4 separate regions of the Sus scrofa genome follow, and regions 2, 3 and 4 are each linked to region 1. A link is a contact called in public Hi-C and HiChIP or PLAC-seq data. All regions are on one chromosome and are shown on one strand. The core of a region is the stretch at or near the end of the contact, and the rest is flanking DNA. Distances in the headings are between cores, read along the strand shown.

Region 1 (4,463 bases), core at 1,317-3,816:
TACAGGATACTCTGTTGTTTATCTTAAATTCAAATTTAACTTGGCATCCTGTATTTTATCTGGCAACAGTCTGAAGTACTGGAAATGAAGATAAATTACATAAAATAATCCAGAGTTTTTTGGGATTATTGAGATTTCAACAGGGACTCTAGACAGGGAAAAGTAGAAAAGCCCATTATAAACTTACTGGTTAACCAAAAACTAAACTCAAAAACTGGTCTACAGGCACGATGTCCACGCTTAACCCAGCTCAGGAGCCCCTTTCTGCTTTCAGAAAAATCTGAAATTCCTGATCCAAGATTTACTTTATAAAGTTATAATGATAAGTCAGAGAATAGGAAAAAGAAAAAGTAAAGGATATATTAAAGCTAGAAATGGTTGAGAACATACCCAGGTTCTAGTTAGGCAGGCCTGGCCTCAAAAAGGGACCTTAAACACAGCATAAAAATCAGAGGAAACCAGATTTTGACTTTCCTCAGAGCAGAAACAGCGAGGATGACTGCCTTATAGCCATACATATGAGGGACACAAGTAGCAGAACACCAGAGATCTGGTGGTATCTCCCCTCCTCTAAACCATACCACTGCTTAATTTCCGTGGAGCCTCTTAAGAAACTCCAGCCATTGCTTTTACCTACACTCTGAGCCCCAGGTACAATAATGCTACTAGTAGTCAGGCAAACTATTTCTTAGCTTATAAATTCCCACAGCTTTCCAGCCATTGTTTCAATACTCAGCAATATCATCTACTTCCCCGTGGAACCTGGGCGAAAACTGAGGTCTCAGAACCCTGTCTTAGCTTCAGCAAACTGAATCTTTTCAGATCATCCTCCTAGAAATCAACAAAACAGGTTTCAGGCTCTCTGTTCTTAGAGAAAAACATCTTTAAAAGGCCTATGTTCTTATTTACTACAGATATGTCCACAAAGTGGTAATCCCTGCCCCATTCCGGTCTACTGAGATATAAATGGCCCATATATGGCCTGATCATACCGTAGCAGTATTTAGGAATCTTTGAATATTTCTCACACTAGGCCAGCCTGGGATTTCTATTCCAGTGGGGGTGGGGAAGAGATGTACTCAAGAACTAAAGGGTAAAATAACTGAGATCCTTCATTCCTCCAACCTGTCCCGAAGCACCAGCAGACCAGTTACACCAAGTCGGATTTAAAGGCTGTAGTTAGCCTCCACAATTCTTCCCTAAAGGGAGCAGCCAGTCTCTGGAGCAGAGGATCGGGTAGGGATCATCCCGGCAAAGCTCTCTCAAGATTATCTGGGCAGCCTCTAAAGGCACTGACCAGTAAAAATTCCCGGGTCATGACTTTGGTAAACAGAACATAAAGGGAAAACCGCTGATATGTAGAGGCTCCTATATAAAAGAAATCAGACGCATGAATTGAAAACTGCATATATTCAGTTCTATGCTCCCAATGAGTGCAAGTAGCCCTCCAGATTGCCCCCCCCCCGCCCCCCGTCAAGTAGGTAGTGATATTTTCCCCTCTAAAGCACTCTGCCTCACAGTCTCTGCATTGGGCTCATTCACCCACCCATCATACATTTACTGAATGCTACCATGTGCCAGGCACTGTGCTGGGCGTTGTAGATAAAAATGAACAGTGAATGGTTCTTGCCTTCAGAGCTGTCCCCTGATGTCCTCAGGGCCAGCTTGGCAAGCCCAAGCCAGCCCTGGGCAACGGGATGACAGCGCCCTTTGCAGCAGGTTAAGAGTGGTGGCAGGGGGCTGGCAAAACTGCCAGGCCAAAGGTTTTCTCAAGGTAAAACTGGATGCAGATACCAGCTTGGCAACCAGGGGCCAAAAGGGCGGAGGGTGCAAAGGACCCGGGCTGGGTGCTGGGCTACCGCGCTACCGCAGGGCGGTCACAGGAGATGCAGTACAACGATGACTACTGGGCACGAGTCAACTGAGGGGGTGTCTCCGAAGGGCAGTTTGAGAGACGGTTGGCTTGGAGCTGGGGAGACGCCTGAAAGGATGGTTGGTCCTGGGTGTCTGAGGGTTCAGTGTACGGCGGAGCTGAAGTGTCAGGGCAGGCTGAAGATGGAGCTTGCTCGAGGGGGTCGGAGAAGATGCGAGGGAGGGTGGGCCTGAGGGAACCAGGGGGAAAGGCTGAGCGTCCGGGCGGGGGCGCTAAGGGCTGGATAGGTGGGCCTTTCTCCTAAAGGATCGTTTGCAACGGGAAGGCAGTGGGTCTCCGGGACTCCGCCCGCCCCCAGGTTTCTCGCCTCAGCGTCCTACCTGATTTCTCGCCTCACTGTGCTCCCACGGCGAAGGCGGCGACGTAGTCTCGAGCACTCCAGGGGTCGCGTTGCAGCCGGGACAAGCAGACGTCCCCCGCCTCTCTAGACAGCTTGGTAACGCCCGCTACCCCCTGCAGCTGTGGCGCTGATGGTCCAACCCGAGTCTCCCTCATGCCGCCCCTCCGGACGACCCGTGGTTCGGTCCGCTGGGCCCGCGAGGGCTCACCCACCGCCCCTGCTCCCGCTGCAATAGGCGCAACGAGTCACGCGCAGTGCTTTCCCGCGAGGGAAGCGGCGAGGCTTTGGCTGTGGACCCGCCCTCTGCGGCTGGCGCCCCGCCCCTTCGGGTGGTGCCGGGTTAAGAGCACTGCCTTGTGCTGGAACCCAGAGAACCTTCGCGCAGCTTTAACACCCTGTGGAAGGGAGGTGCATTTGTGCCCCCACCTTTGGCTAAGGCCTCGATTCTCTGCCTGACACCCGGGTGGAACCTCTTGGGAAAACCAGAAAAAGAAAACTAAAGCCTGATCTCAGCCGGGACCGAGTGAACTAGAATCACCTGTGGGGTGGAGTAGGGGTTGGGTGGTGCGGCAGGCTTTGGTTTATTTGTTTGTTTATTTATTTATTTATTTCTGTGATTGGGGCTTATGGAAGTTCTTGGGCCAGGGAATGAATCTAAGCTACAGCAGTGACCGGAACTGCTGCTGTGACAATACTGGATCCTTAACCCTCTCTGTTGCAGGAGAACTCCCAGGCTTTGATATTTTTTCAAGTATCCCATTGTATAGCCAGGGTAAAGAAAAACCTGGTAAAATCTAGAATGGACAAAGACTCCTTCAGCCAAAAATTTAGTCAGGCTAAGTCTGCCCCCGGGGGTTAGGCTCATCTTTGGGCTTCTCTCTGTGTCCCTGTACAATTCAGTTTTGAGCAAGGATCCCTGTAAATCAGTTTGTTGAAAAATCGAACACCCTTGGTATCTGACCACCTTTGATATTTTAGCACCTTGGTCTGCCTCCAGCAAAAATTCTTTTGAGTTGGTCTACTAAGAATCCCCCTTATTCCTGATGTTTCTTATTGGTAACTGCTATGATCATATCCCTCCAAAATTTATATGTTAAAATCCTAACCTGCAAAGATTAAGTGGGGCCTTCGGTAAGTGATTAGGTCATGAGGAGCACACGGGATTAGGATTAGTGGTTTTATAGATCTCATAGAGCTCCCTAGCCCAATCCTCCAGGTGAGAAGTCTGTGACAAGAGGGCACTTAGCAACCCAGTCTCCAGAACTGTGAGAAATTTGTCTATAAACTACTCAGTTTGAAGTGTTTTATTATAGCAGCCCAAATTGACGAAGGCTGTACTTTTCCACCCACTGACCTCTACCACTACTCTGTTTCTGGGCTGATAAATTACCATTGTCTTTGTTGGGGTCGGAGTTGAGCTCAATCTGTCCACCACTGCAACACTCTGCTGCAGTGGTCTCTACCTACTCCATGGTTCCACCCCGCTACTTAAAGTATGCCTTACTACTCTTTAACAAGTGTCATGAATAATTTTTTTGGGGGGGAAGTTCCTGGTCAGTGGTTAACGAATCCGACTAGAAACCATGAGGTTGTGGGTCCAATCCCTGGCCTTGCTCAGTGGGTTAAGGATCCAGCATTGCTGTGAGCTGTGGTGTAGGTTGCAGATGCGGCTCAGATCCCACATTGCTGTGGCTCTGGCGTAGGCCGGTGGCTACAGCTCCGATTCAACCCCTAGCCTGGGAACCTCCATATGCCGCAGGAGCGGCCCAAGAAATAGCAACAATAACAACAACAACAACAACAACAAAAAGACAAAAGACAAAAAAAAAAAAAAGTTTTTCTTTCTTTTTTCTTTTTTTTTTTTTTTTTTGTCTTTTTAGGGCCACACCCATGGCATATGAGGTTTCCAGGCTAGGGGTCAAATGGGAGCTACAGCTGCTGACCTACACCACAGCCACAGCAACGCAGGATCCAAGCCGCATCTGTGACTTACACCACAGCTCATGGCCACGCCGGATCCTACCCACTGAGCAAGGCCAGGGATTGAACCCATGTCCTTATGGATACTAGTCGAGTTTGTTAACTGCTGGGCCATGACAGGAACTCCTTTTTTTTTTTTTTTTTTTTGGTGTTTTTAGGGCTGCACCCGTAGCACATGGAAGTTCCCAGGTTAGAGGTAGAATTGAAGCT
Region 2 (4,463 bases), core at 665-3,164, 200 kb before region 1:
GTCAGTTTGTAGACATACTTCACTGACTGACCCCGAAAGGAGGGTGGTCCCTCTATAGGCAGCACTTCGCTGTAGGAGTCTGGGTGGGAAGTAGTAGTCAGGACAGCCAGAAGCAGCCAGAGGAGTCCTCCCTCTGGGAGCCTTAGAAGGGAAGGGAAGGGGGGCAATCACTCACATGATTTGGACTCTCCAGGGTCTAGCCTCAGGTCACAGAACAGGATTTTTGGTGGAGTGGAAAGTATACACTGACCCCTCTCACCTAAAAAAAAAAAAAAAAGAAATATTGCAATTTGGAGTTCCCGTCATGGCGCGGTGGAAACGAATCCGACGAGGAACCATGAGGTTGCAGGTTCAATCCCTGGCCTCGATCAGTGGGTTAAAGATCCGGCATTGCTGTGAGCTGGGGTGTAGGTTGCAGACGCAGCTCAGATCTGGTGTTACTGTGGGCGTGGCGTAGGCCAGCAGCTACAGCTCCAATTAGACCCCTAGGCTGGGAACCTCCACATGCTGTGGGTGCAGCCCTGAAAAAGACACACACACACAAAAAAAGAAAAATTGCAATTTAATGACCCCATTGTCTGGTACTGGAGGAGGGTAGCAGAGCAAGTGGGGGCAAGAAGCACTGCCAACAAAGGGCAACCCAAACTAAGCTAGTCCTCTTTTCTTATTGAGAGAGGAACAGTTTTACACCCCTAAAGCAGCAAGTATGCTCCTGCACATCCCCAATGCAAAAGAGACCTCAGTGACCCACTCGAACAATTGGACAGTTTTTACCCTTGGGCAGCAATGATTTTATCCCCCTCCAAAGGCAAATGCCCCATCTCTAACCTCGGTGTGGTAGAAAGACAGTCTGGCTCTCAGGCTGGACATCTGGTTGACTGGAGTCAGGGGGAGGCAGGGCTACTCGACTCTCACTGGCATGAAACTGGCAGTGGATTTGAGCACTGGCCCAAGCCAGAGCCTCACTATGGGAGGAGGAAAAGGGGACATCAGAGGGGAGTTCCTGACCTCGCAAAGGCTCTCCCAAACTCCCTACCACACTGAGAAGGTCAACACAGGGAGATGGATGGCCTCCATTCCAGAGAATCCAGAACCCCAGAGAGAAACCATTAAATCCGGAAAAATATATTGGGAGTAAAAAGGAGAATGGGGGATGAGAGAAGAAAGGAGAGTAGAGGGTTATGTCACCCACACCTGTTAAATAGCCCTTTCCTGCAATGAGAGCACAATGAGCAACAAAGTGATGATGTAGCTATAGGCAGCTCAGCACTATAGATACCAGGCTTCCTCCCAGAAGGACCACCGTCTTCAGTATCAGCATCCCCACCTGGATGCAGACGTGGCCGTAGGCGGCAGGGGGTTGGTGACAGTCACCACACACTCCAGCGCTTCCCCCGCCAGAAACACAGGACCTCTGCTCAACTCTGCTACTACTTCAATCATGGCAGCTCCGGAATCGGATCTGGAAGGAAACAAGGGGTGTCAGAGGTCAGTACCACGGCAGGGAGGGGTGTCTCAGGCGAGCCCGGGGGTGAAGACCGAGGAAACGGGGCGTTCAGCACCACGGTGTCAGAGGTAAGCGCCCAGATTTGGGATGCGGGAAGGCGGAAGGGAGGTCCGGTGGCAGGTGTCTCGGCACTGCGGAGGGGGAGGGCGTCGCTCGGGGTCCCGGGCCCCCGCCCCTCTCAGCGCCCGGTCAGTCCCCCTACCCCGACAGAACCCCCAGGCCGCCTCCGCCCCTTTCCCTCGAGGTTCCAGGCCTCAGTCCAGGGCAAGGGCCGCCCGTCACCTCGCGCCCCTGGCCCGAACACCTTGCACGGTCGAAACCGGGGGCTTGGTGCACCGAGGCCCTCCGCCGCCCACCTCTCCTGGACCCGGCCAAGTGCTTGGCTGCGGCCGCAGCAGAGGCGGGACTTCCCTCGGTCCTCCTTCCCCCTCCCAGCCCCTTCCGACCGGAAGTGCCGGGCCGGCTGGGCCGGAAGGGGCTCGAGTGGTCCAGCCGCCGTGGGTCACCTTCCCACGGGCTGGCGCCCCGGCGCTGGCGCTGCCCGACACCGGCCGGCGGGACCCGGCGCCCACCCCTGGGGGGCCTGGTGCTGCAGCCCCGGGACGGGACCGAGGCTGCCGCGAGCTCCCAGGCGGGTCCCGGGGGCGGTGCCTGGCGGGCCGGTCCCCGGGACTCCTCCCCTCTCCGCGGGCAAAGTCGCCCTTTGGCCGGGCCAGCTAATCACCACGGCCCAATGACGTCGAGGCCCGATCCTTCCCGCCCAGGGCCCAGAGAGACGACCGAGGACGAGACCCTGGCGGCTTTATTGCTGTCGCCGCCGCCGCCGCTGCAGCCACAGCTCCCCGGCTCCACGGAGACACCAGCTCACCTCAGCTTTCCCCAGCGGGCAGCCCTCGGAGACGGCACCTAACAGCAGTCCGCGCCCGCGTCTGGGCTTGGCTGGCCAGATACTTTGTACCAGAAAGCTCGGGACCCGAGACTACCGAGGTCGTGGGGATCCAGGATCCAGGAAACATGGGAACCAGAGTCCCAGCCTCGGAGCCGACCAGCTGTGCCACAGGGGATCCGCAGACTTATTACCCTGAAGATATTGGAGGCACTGAGACTGCGCAGGTTACGGACTGCCAGAACCCTGAGGACAATCAACCCCAAAATGAGCCGAGCCACAGCAATCCAGAGGACTCTGGGCAGCTGATGGTTTCCTATGAGGGTAAAGCGGAGGGCTACCAGGTGCCTCCCTTTGGCTGGCGCATCTGCCTGGCTCATGAGTTTGCAGAGAAGAGAAAACCCTTTAATGCCAACGACATCTCCCTGAGCAACCTGATAAAGCATTTTGGGATGGGCTTGAGGTGAGTAGATCCCATTGCCTAAAATAACTTGTGCCTGGCTTTGTTCTAGCAGAGGCAGGAAAGTAAGGGGGGTGCTTTGTTCTAGTCTGGTGGCCCCATCCCCAACATATTCTAAACCACTGGTTCCGGCTGGTGAGATTAGGTCACATTTCTTTGCAACCCTCTTCCTTCCAGGAACTCATCTTTTTAGCAAAAAAAAAACAGGAGCATGTGGACCTTTTGGTCAGTCTTACCCATTTAGGCTGTCTCACAGACTCCCTCTTTTCCAAAGACTGCCCTTTGGGATTATACTTTGTGGCAAGATAGGAAAGAATATTCTAGGGGATATGGTACTGATACATTGTTGTGTCATGGGGGGGGGGCGTTCTCAGCCCCACATTCCCCTGAGCAGCTGGAATATTTATTGACCCTCATTTCGGCACAGCATTTTACAGCCCCAACGCCCATCAGCTTCTTTCCTCATCAGTTTTGGCTCCAAGGAGTGTGTGAGAGGCTGCTTGCTCTCAGCCCTAAAGAGAGGGCAGGCGATAAGAGATGTTCTAGAATAGACAGCCCCTGATATAAAAAGCAAAGAAGACCTTTGGCCAGGGAGGCACTGCCTTAGGTGTCCCCAGAGCTTAGTAATGATCTTCCAGAGCATTTCCTTATCTCTCCCCCACAAGTGGTGCAGACACTCCAAGAGCTTACCCTGAACTGTAGAACTCCTCCAGATCCCTCGATTCCCACTGGATTCAAAAAACTAGTGATGGAGCCAAGACCTATTAACAGGAACAAGTGGCCGTAGGACAGAAAGCATCATCCTGAGTCAGTCTACAGAGTAAACACAGAGCTGGGGAGGGAGGCTTAAAGTTTGGGAAATCCAGCCCTGGCAGCCTCAACGTAGGGCATCCTTCTTTTCTGCAGTCAGTGCTGTGGGGCTGGGGTAGAGAGCCCACGTACCTAACCCAAGCCCTAGGCAGTGGGAAGGGCCTGGCACTGCCCGCGTATCTGATGCCTTTGTCAGTTCCTCTAGGTGGCCTGTCCCAGAGAACAATAATCCCTCCAGGCTGCTTCTGAAACTGACCCAGCCCAGTTTTGACCCCAAGTGGCTTTGAGTCAAAATAGGGTCTACGACAGGGGTGCTGAGAGAAGCACACTGGGTTGCATGTGGTGGGGACATTGAGATCAAGAACCTGTAGGCATCCTAGCCCCCTAAGAATGACAGAGGCCCGAAGCTGTGCTCAGCCCCCTGGGCTTGGCTCCCCATGCCAGGACAGGGTGAAGATCGCTGACACAGGGGGCTTTGGAATGAGATGAGGTCCTGCCTTGAGAAAGCAGGGGTGAGACAAAGAGGAATTCAAAACAATAATTCTTAAGTTGGGTCTGAAATTAGGGAAAAGGCCAAATGGGTCAGGAAGGGCCAGCTGCTAATCTCTCACTAAAGGGAGTGAGAGAAAGGTGAGCCCTGAGAGGGAGCTGAACTGGGAGTACTCTGATCAGGAGCTCTAGCACCACAGAGTTCTCTTGGCCTCAGAGTAGTAAGCACTCAATTGTGTTTGCTCCCCGCTCCAGCCAGAATCCATCCATCCAATGAGTATGTATTGCATGCTCGTTCTGTGCCAGATACC
Region 3 (4,463 bases), core at 621-3,120, 190 kb before region 1:
CTCGCTGTCAGGAGACGTGTTTCTACAATCTTTTCTTAGCCTCTTTGCTTCTATTTTCTATGCTGAAAATTCCATTTTGTCCTGCTTTACTTAACCCCATATTCCAGCTTGAAAAACAGTCACCATGCTAGTAAATAATTTAAGCTTAAGAACAAAGACCAAAAGGCATAAGTATTCACGTGGTCAGCTGAATGAGGACATAATGCGTTGGTCTAGGCATGCAGTTTGCACAGCATGATACGTCCTGTTAAAATAAGAGGAAGAGGCGCCTCAAGGCCCCAGGGGGTTTATGAGCGGTCGTTAGCAGAATATGCATCAGCAAGGAGGTACAAACCTAGGCATGCCAGGTTGCAGCAGATAGGCATGCTGTCTGTGGAAGCACAATGATAATTCTCTAGGTGCTATGCACAGAGAGCTAATATCCAGCTTCTTCAATGCTAGTGATTGTTAATGCCTAAAGGTCAGAATAAAAGCTTAACCAGCTACCAGCTATGTGACTTTTAAAATAATAAAAGAACTATGTCCTGCACCTACAACCCCCTCCTCACTTGATGTAATCCTAAAGAGCACAATAAAAGCAGTGTGGTTTCTTGAGGCACTGCTCTTGGTCCCTGAGACCTTGAGTCCCCCAGTTCCCACCCGCAATTAAGATAAATGTCTCTGTGTCTTGTTTTATGCTAACTTTTTCTCAAGTTTTACAGCACCCGTTCCTCAGCCCTTACCTGCGAAGCTGGACTCAGCATCTCGCCTCAGTCCTTTCTCAAGTTACTGATATAAAATTAACAGAGTCAGCCTACTAGGGACTTAACCCCTGCATCCAGTCTTTGCTCCTCGAATGGGAGTCTTACCTTAGTGAGAGGAAGTGTCCCGGGCAGAGTAAGCCCCTCCTTCTCCAAAAGCCTCTTCTCCTCCTCCGTCAGTATCAGCTCACCAATCTCCTGGGGTTCCAAGAGGTGGGCAGCACAGGTGCAAGAGGGTGTCAGAGAGAAATTCGGACTCCTGCCCCAACCCGGTCAATGTGGGAATAATCGTCCTGTAAACCAAGTCAAGTTACCTGCTCTGCGGGCGCCTCCACACGCAGGGAAGTCATTTGGGCCCCTTCCTTCTCATAATCCTCATTATCTGCAAGAGGGAAAGTATAAACAGCCAGGTCCATAGTCCCCTCCCCTCCCCCAAACTTCACCTCTATCAGACTCACCTAGATCTATGGAGACATACTCCTGTGACAGGGAATAGGTGTGATCATGGTGGACAAGATAGGGGTCAGAGTGGCTAAAATCGGTCAACGATGCTGGGGGACTCGACAGGCAGCTCAGGAAATCCTCTACGTCCCAATCGCTCAATGCCTGCCCAGGGTTCAGATTAACAGACTTTGACTGATCACCACCCCCTGCCTCAGAGACACCCCTCCATCCCGCCCGGGGCCTCCCGGACTCAGAGCCCCCCCCCACCTCGGAAAGTGGTAGCTCCCAATCCAGGGGCGCCTCCAAGGCTTCGTCCCGCGCCGCCCCCAGACCTCCGCTTTCCTCTAACAGGAAGCCCAGCAAGTCATCGTCACCCGAGTCCAACCCCAGCTCCATATGAGACATCTACGGAAAGGATGAGCAGAAACACAGAAGTACACCCGGAGTCAACTCCCAACCCCACGCACGACTCCCACCGATCGTCAGTGGGCCACACCTATGGGCTCCGCAAGCGGGGTTTTCCTCCTGGATGCCGGAGGTGGCTCACAAACCCGACCCGCCTCCCAGCCTGAGTCTTAGCCACTTCCAACACCACACAAGTGACGCACCGAGCCCTGAGGCATCCCGGGACTTGGAGTTCCCCGGACGCGGAAGTGGCCTTGGTGCACGCCACGTCCCGGGCACTATGCAAATAGAGGGGACGTCCTTGCCAGCCCCTCACTCCCCGAGGGCGGGCATTCCGGCGAGCCGCCTCCGCCTCCGCCTCCGCCTTCGCCCCGGGCTAGGAAAAGGAAGGACTACCGCGCAACCGGGACCTCGGGCCCAGCTCGGGCGTCTTCTTGGGATTGCGCCGCACCCTCGCTTCCTGCCGGGGAGGGGCTGCGGGTCTTCGGCCGGCTCCTGAGCATCGAGATCTGGGGCCAGAGCAGCTTCCTGCGGTCCCCGCAACCATAGAGCGCGGGCCCAGGGCGCCGCCCGCGGGCGGGGGACGTTCCCGGACGGAAGTGGCCGAGAGTGTCGAAGGGAGGGCGAGGCCGGAGCCCGAGAGCCACCGGGAGAACGAGCGGGTTAGCGGGCCGGCGGGCGGGGCGCAGAGCCGGGCAGCGCAGGTAGGCCGGTCTGCCGCGAGCGGGGCCTCAGGGTGGGGCCGCAAGGCCGGGCCCGGGAGGCGGGCGGGGCCCCTGACTTGACTGCGTCTCCTGTTTCGGGTCCTGTTGGAGAGGTCAGCGTCCAGTGTCTCTCGGCTTGGGCTGGGAGTTCAAGAGGCCTTTTTGCGGGAGGCTTTTCTGCTCCCTTGCTGGGAGCAGCCCCCTGTCTGGGATAGGTTTGGGGGAGGGTGAAGAGTGGGTGGCAGTGCGACGCAGGGCGGGGATCGGCTTTGAGGTTGGCTGATGGCGGGTATGTGGGTAGGAGCGCCCTGGGTGGGTTGGGGATTAGGTGGTATTGGGTTTAGGAGCCAAGGTTAGCTTTAGGGGTTTAAATTTCGAGTTATGAGCGTGAGTCAGGTCCGTTTTGGGTAGGTAAAGTTTGGATTAAGGACATTATTTTGTGTTCTAGGATGGTCAGCCTAAGCCAGAGTTAGAGTCCAGGGTCGGGTTAAGGGTCAGCAGCAGGAACGGCGCTCGAGATCCAGTTTTAGGCATTAGAGACCGTTGGCATAGCCAGTGTTAGGGGTAAAACGGGGAAGGAGTGACTCAGGAATCAAGTGACACATGATCTTTAGGTTCAGGGGTCAAGCTCTAGGGGTAAGGTTGGGATTTGGTGCTAAAGGTAAAATTTAGATCAAAATTAGGGATCAGGGATTGGATTCAAGTGTCTGCTGGGAAAGAGCTGAATGTTAAAGCCAGTATTGGGCATCAGGAGACAAATTGGGATCGGGGTTAATGTTGGGAACTAAGGACAGTTTTAGGGGTTATAGGCTGAGGTCAGGGTAGGTGACCTCAGGCAGGTAAAATTTAAGAGATTGGCAGGTGCTCTTTTTTTTTTTTTTTTTTTTTTTTGCAGGGAGGGCTCTTGTTTCTCTGTCGCCGTGGGGGCTTCTTTGGCGCAGAGAAATGATAAACTGATTACAGGGTAGGGTTCTGAGCTTCAGCTAGAATTGCAGGCATCTGGGATTCCAGCTGCATTGTACTCTCTAAGCCCAAGGCTCTTGCTGTGGCCACCACAGGTGAGGGGCAGGGGTTCCTGGACCATGTTATTTACAAGGTAGGAGGTGGGAAGGTGTTAGGGACCCAGGAGATGTGCTAGGCTTCATAGTAAATGGGGGACTATCTAGGGGAGAGGGGCCTGGTGGGTCAGTTAAGGGAAAGGCCGGCCAAGGAAGCTTGCCATGGGAGAAGGGGATGGCTTAATCCTCTAGAGTTCAGTCCTACTGCCTCCCCGTTCCCTCACTCCCTAGATGCTAAGCCTTCCTCTGCAACTCTCCTCCCTGGCCCTGCAGTTCACGCCCAACCCGTCATGCATACCCACTTTCAGAATACTCCGCTTGCCTTTAACACTCCCGTGGTGTTCATCTTATCATCTGTCTCAGCCTGCCTTCGGCCTCCCTTCCCATCTCTTAATCCACACATCCTGCCTGCATTTGATCTCGCCCACATCTGAGCTTGCCGGTCATGTTAAAGCTCTCTCCTGCCATTTTCACCCGCTCCTTCACCTGCACCGGGTCATCTGCCGAACGCCCCGCCCCCAGCCCAACGCAACTGTCAAGTCCTCATGGTCCCTGCTATGGGCCATTCCCTGATTCCAAGCCTCCTTAATTTCTTGGTCTGCTTATAGATCCCCTTCCCCCACTCCCCACACAGAAAAGAGGAAACGGGACCCAAAGAGGAAATTGGGTCTTGCTGATCCCACGCCCAGCCAAGCCACTGACCACACCCCCTTTCACTCCCAGCCTTACCCTGTCACTGACCACGGTACCACCCCCTCCCCAGCCTGACCCAGCCACTGGCTGCCCCTCATCACTCTCGAGCCCCATCTTTATTTATACACTGCGAGTGTCCCTTCACTCTCCCCCCATCCCAGCCTAATGTAGCCACTGACCACAGCCCCATCTCTTCCCAGCCTCCTGCAGCCTGACCTGGCCTCTGACCTCACCCCGTCATTCCCCCTCTTAGCCACCATCCACATAATTCCTCTTCTCCTTCCCCCAGCCTGATCCAGTGACTAATTATATCTGTGTTTTTCCTACTGTTAACCTTCCCCAGCCTCTCTCGATACCTTGGCTTCCTCATTTCCAGCCTGCTAGTCACTCGTCCCATCACTTCTGCCCCTACCTGGCTA
Region 4 (4,463 bases), core at 839-3,338, 140 kb before region 1:
AATGAATTAAAAAAAAAAAAATGGTGGTAACTTTTAAGAAAAGCTTGGTGATTTCTAGCTCCTGCACTTAGCTCAGTATGAATGCTACATGAAGTACAAATCTGTGTGCTGAGAGTGAGGTTGGAACTGAAAGGAGGTAGGGCTAGAGAGGTAGGCAGGTGCCAAAACAAAGGGCCTGATACACCATATTAAGAAATGTGACTTTTACTGGCAAAAGAGGGAGGGCGAAGGGAGGGGCTTTTGGAGCATCTTAGGGTCCTACTTGTACCAACTTTTTCAAAGATCTTTGTGTAACAAGGTCGAGGAGAGTTGGGGGAGTCAGGAGTTCACAACAGACCCAGGCAGGAGGTAATATAAGGAGCTGCCTGAGGAGGAGACTTCAGTGGAAGAAGCTCATTTGTAGGAGCAGAACCTACAGGATCAAGGGACTGTGGGAAGTGAGAGGTCTGGCACTGGCTACAGGGTGGATGGAAGACTCTTCCAAGAGTTTGGGGAGAACAGGGAGATGGAGTGAACACCAGCGGGCGGTGGGGCCGGTGGACCGGGAGGTGGGTGAGGAGGGGACAGAGGTCAAGTTTGTTCCATGTGTAGCATCGGTCCACTAAGCAGATCTAAATACATTTCCGCCCCCACCTCCCCTGGCCGTGGACCTATGGTTCCCACGGTTCCCACCCAGCCAGCAAAAGCCAGGCCTCCCGCCCCCCTGCCCCTGGGGAGCGAGGCTTCCTCTGCCTACCCTGGTCTCCCCTCCCCCCACCCCAAGGCGGCTCTCCACTTCCTCTCCCCTCACCCCACCCCAAGGAAAAAGCGAAAACAAACAGCCTCGCACGGGTGCCTCCGATTTCCCGACCCTAGGCCACGGCTCCCGGCTCCGGGAGCTGTTTCTGGCGGCCTCGGTCAGAGGGAACATCTCACCCCCAGCTCCAGACGCCCAGCAGCTCCGTAACTCTTGCCCTCGCCCCTGCCTTCCTTGCCCCATTCCGGCCCCGCCTCCCCACGGGAAACATCCCAAAAAAGGGCAGAAAAGAAATTTCAGCGTAAAGTTGGCCCACAGGGGAAGGGAGGAGAGTCCGCAGGGAGAAGGGGAGGAGAATGGAAGGAGAAGGGAGGGCGCACAGGGAAGCTAGGGGAAATCGGGATGGGTGGGGGTGAGTGGGGGGCGGGCGGTGGGGCCGGTGGACCGCGAGGCGGGGTGAGGAGGGGGACGGAGAGCGACTCGTCCCGGGTGGGGGTGGGGATGGGGGCGGGGAGCGCGGGTCCGGCGGGGCAGAAGTGGCCGCGGAAAATATGCGGGGCACGTGGGGGGCGGGGCGGGCTGGGCGCGGATCCGGGTTCTGCGTGCTCGGCGATGGTAGAGGAGGGGCCCTGGCTCCAGGGGCAGGGGCTGGAAGGGGAAGCGAGGGGAAGAGAGGTCAGGCCCGCCCTCGGGGGCAACAAGCCGGTCCTCGCTCCGAAGGGCTGCCGGGGCTCTGGGCTCGCCTCCTACCTCAGTTTCCCCAAGTCTCTGGTAAGACTCTCCACTATCACCACCATGTCCGTAGCAAAAACCCAGCATCTGGGACTGGGGTAAACTGAGGCACTCAAACTGCGGAGGAGCCCCGCCTCCCAAGAGACATTTAATCCGAGGGGATTTACAGGAAACTTCTAAATTAAGGGCAGCGGCTGCTGCAGTTGAGGGGGGGCCTTTTGGTCCCTGCGCTTGGGGCAGCTGCCGTGAGCTCAAGCCCTGAAATAGCCTCAGGGGCCCCAGCCGCAGCTGCCACCGGGCCAGGCTGTCACTCAGAAGAAGCACGGAGCCCCCTGCCCCAAGGTCCCCTCCCTTCCACAGCGCTAGTGTCTTTCTCAGCAGACCGTCCAGCTACTTTCCCTTCCGACGGCTGGGGGGGATGGGGTGAGGGAGAGGCGGAGCCCTAGGGGGCGGTTCCGAAGGGGTGGGCGTAGGGGGTGGCCGCGCCCCCCCCAACCCTGCTGTGCTTCTGCCCCTACAAGGTTTGGGCTGCAATGGGGGAGGGTCCTGGCCCCCGGCTCCGCCCGGTCCCTCCCAGCCTTTTAGGCGCCCGCGCGGCTGGGACGTCCCAGCCCCGCTAGGTCCTCCTCGTCCGCCACCCGTGCGCCCAGTCAGCACAGCCAGTCCCGTTCGCCCGGTCCACACTGCCCGCCGGCCGGCCGGTCCCCAACAGCAACCATGGATGCCATCAAGAAGAAGATGCAGATGCTAAAGCTGGACAAGGAGAATGCCATCGACCGTGCTGAGCAGGCGGAGGCTGACAAGAAGCAGGCTGAAGACCGCTGCAAGCAGGTGGGGGTCCCAGGCTCTGTGTAACCTCTGTCCCCAATCCGCAACAAGGGCAGCCTGTGCCACTCTGTGCTCCCCAGCCTCTGGCCTGCCGTCCAAGCCTCGCTACCATCCAGTGTGGGGGCTGGGCCTTCACAGTACCCCCAGGGCCCTAGCCAGAGCTACACTTCATCTCACCCACCCTCGTCCGAGGAGCCCCAGTCCCCTAATTTCCACTCCTCCCTTTACAGAGCCATGATGGGCCTTGCTCCTTGGGGCTGGAAGCTTTCTCTCTACTCCCACCAGTTCCCTCCCACACCCCTAGCTGCCCTGACCCTCCTCTGCTATCCCTCTTCCTCTCTGTCAGCCTCTATATATCTCTTAGTACCCCTCACACACACCCCTGCCTCCTGCCTGGGCCTGGGCCTGGCTGACTGAGGCATCTCTCTCCCAGCTGGAGGAGGAGCAGCAGGCCCTCCAGAAGAAGCTGAAAGGGACGGAGGATGAGGTGGAAAAGTATTCCGAATCAGTGAAGGATGCCCAGGAGAAACTGGAGCAGGCTGAAAAGAAGGCCACCGACGTGAGTGTGAACCTGGGGGGACAGTAGGAGACTCAGTGCTTTGGGAGGGGTTCCAGACATGGGGATGAGAGGGACTTTCACCATCAGGACAGAGACGGTTTCCTCTCAGGAACGCAGGCCAGGGCAAGCTTGCACAATTAATCCAAGACAGTGGGTAAATCAAAACCACTTACCACTTCCCCCTGAGAACACAACATTTTAATTCCATTTGGTTCCAGCTCTTAGAAGGCACAGTGATCAAGCAGTGAGTCATCGCGGGGGCGGGTGGCACAAGAATTTACCATCCACCTCAACTAATCTTCCAGCTGAAGATGGAGAGGAGACTGAAGCTACATTTGTGGGGTATGGGGTGTGGGTGGAGGTGCTGTTAGGCAGGAGGAGGGGAGAGGAATCCACAGATGGGCCTTGACTTGAGTTACACTGCTGGGGGGCCATTAGAAATTCCCTGGCCTTGACCTCTGGCTCCAGTGGCCCTGCTGTGTACTGGCGCCCCAGCTCAGGTTCTAACGGTCCCTCATTTACCCTCATTAAGCTGTCAGTCTTGAGACCATGCCAGGCCACAGGGCAGAGGGACAGGGCCACTAATGCCAAGGCAACCACCTTGGCAGCTCCTGTTCACTCTGAGATTTCTCTGCCCACCTCACACCCCCTAACCAGACTTCTCTACCTCCTGTTCTTCCCAGCCCCCACCTTAAGGTAGGAGAACAGCCATAAGACTTTGGCAATGGTACTTTCTCTGCCTCAGGTTCCCCATTTGCCTTCCACCCAGGATTGTTTAAGATGAGCCTGTGGTTGGGTGGATGCAGGGATTAGCACGAGCATGGTCTGAACGGCCGAGATGAAAGAAGACACTACGGTTTGTGTTGACCATTAGCCGTGCTCCCCATCCCCCCAAGCCCCCCAAGATTGGTTTCTCTGACCTCCAGCCTTTGGTTTTTGTTCTTCACCAGTCCTGGCACTTGGGAGGGAGCTGCCCTGCAGCTGCTAGTGAAGATGGCCCCGGGCATCTGACAGTCTATAAATAACCAAGGCCCAGTGCAGCTGGAGGCAGGACTGGAAATCCAAGGAGCTGAGTGGGGGCTGGAGGGGAGCTGGGGAGGCCAGGGACAGAGCTAGGGAAGCAGAGAGGCAGTGTGAGGAGTAGATAAGAAACTGCCCAAATTTATTGTGTGACCTTGAGCACAGCACTTAACTTACACAGTGCCTCAGTTTCCCTTTACTCTCTTGCTTCCCACTAGTCCAGTGGGGACAGCAGTGCCTGTCCTGTGGTTAGAGAGTAGCATCCAGAACTGGGAAGAGCTTAAGAAGCAGAAAATGGCAAAAGTCAATCCTGTGATGCAGGCCCTAGGATCTCCCAGATTCTCCAGTCATTTGTCACCCCACTACTATGAAGCGAGTCTTTTACAGACCTTCATCTCTCTCTCTAGAATAGACCTCCTGTGTCCCCCAGAGTCATTCTTCCCAACCCCCAGTGCTGTCCCCAGAATCCTTCCACACTGAGTCATCCGGCCCTGTGCCCAGGATGGGCTCTTGTCACTCTAGGTGGCTTTCAGCACCTGAAGGATAAGCTGCAACTACTTTCTATATATGGTGCTGTTTCCTCTGCCC

What was found. A called contact is a pair of places that touch in the nucleus more often than the background predicts. HiChIP or PLAC-seq counts read pairs in DNA pulled down with a chosen protein or histone mark.
Region 2: a contact with region 1 is called in a Hi-C map of liver, with 4 times the contacts expected there. The contact joins the promoter of RGP1 here to the promoter of RUSC2 in region 1. A contact is called at or near these places in 1 of 5 promoter capture datasets (liver), 3 of 47 Hi-C or Micro-C datasets (heart right ventricle, liver and skeletal muscle) and 1 of 2 datasets of contacts at active chromatin or transcription factors (alveolar macrophages).
Region 3: an H3K27ac HiChIP or PLAC-seq map of alveolar macrophages shows a contact between it and region 1. The contact joins the promoter of TLN1 here to the promoter of RUSC2 in region 1. A contact is called at or near these places in 5 of 47 Hi-C or Micro-C datasets (embryonic fibroblasts, fetal liver, heart right ventricle and 2 more) and 2 of 2 datasets of contacts at active chromatin or transcription factors (alveolar macrophages and skeletal muscle).
Region 4: an H3K27ac HiChIP or PLAC-seq map of alveolar macrophages shows a contact between it and region 1. The contact joins the promoter of TPM2 here to the promoter of RUSC2 in region 1. A contact is called at or near these places in 5 of 47 Hi-C or Micro-C datasets (adipose tissue, embryonic fibroblasts, epiblast stem cells and 2 more) and 2 of 2 datasets of contacts at active chromatin or transcription factors (alveolar macrophages and skeletal muscle).

The regions. Positions count from the first base shown.
Region 1 is chr1:236,264,018-236,268,480 of Sscrofa11.1, reverse strand. It overlaps RUSC2 (iporin), which reads right to left and starts at 2,566. Exons shown (of 12, transcript XM_001927812.5): 1 at 2,254-2,566.
Region 2 is chr1:236,465,747-236,470,209 of Sscrofa11.1, reverse strand. RGP1 (RAB6A-GEF complex partner protein 2) reads right to left here and starts at 1,914. Exons shown (of 9, transcript XM_003480545.4): 1 at 1,790-1,914; 2 at 1,328-1,462; 3 at 829-965; 4 at 176-259; 5 at 1-79. The coding sequence starts at 1,443. It overlaps GBA2 (glucosylceramidase beta 2), which reads left to right and starts at 2,323. Exons shown (of 17, transcript NM_001258385.1): 1 at 2,323-2,856. The coding sequence starts at 2,522.
Region 3 is chr1:236,448,385-236,452,847 of Sscrofa11.1, reverse strand. It overlaps TLN1 (talin-1), which reads left to right and starts at 1,870. Exons shown (of 57, transcript XM_021065688.1): 1 at 1,870-2,293. CREB3 (cAMP responsive element binding protein 3) reads right to left here and starts at 1,580. Exons shown (of 9, transcript NM_001123220.1): 1 at 1,452-1,580; 2 at 1,199-1,346; 3 at 1,055-1,122; 4 at 849-938. The coding sequence starts at 1,580.
Region 4 is chr1:236,407,241-236,411,703 of Sscrofa11.1, reverse strand. TPM2 (tropomyosin 2 (beta)) reads left to right here and starts at 2,088. Exons shown (of 9, transcript NM_001129947.1): 1 at 2,088-2,299; 2 at 2,730-2,855. The coding sequence starts at 2,186.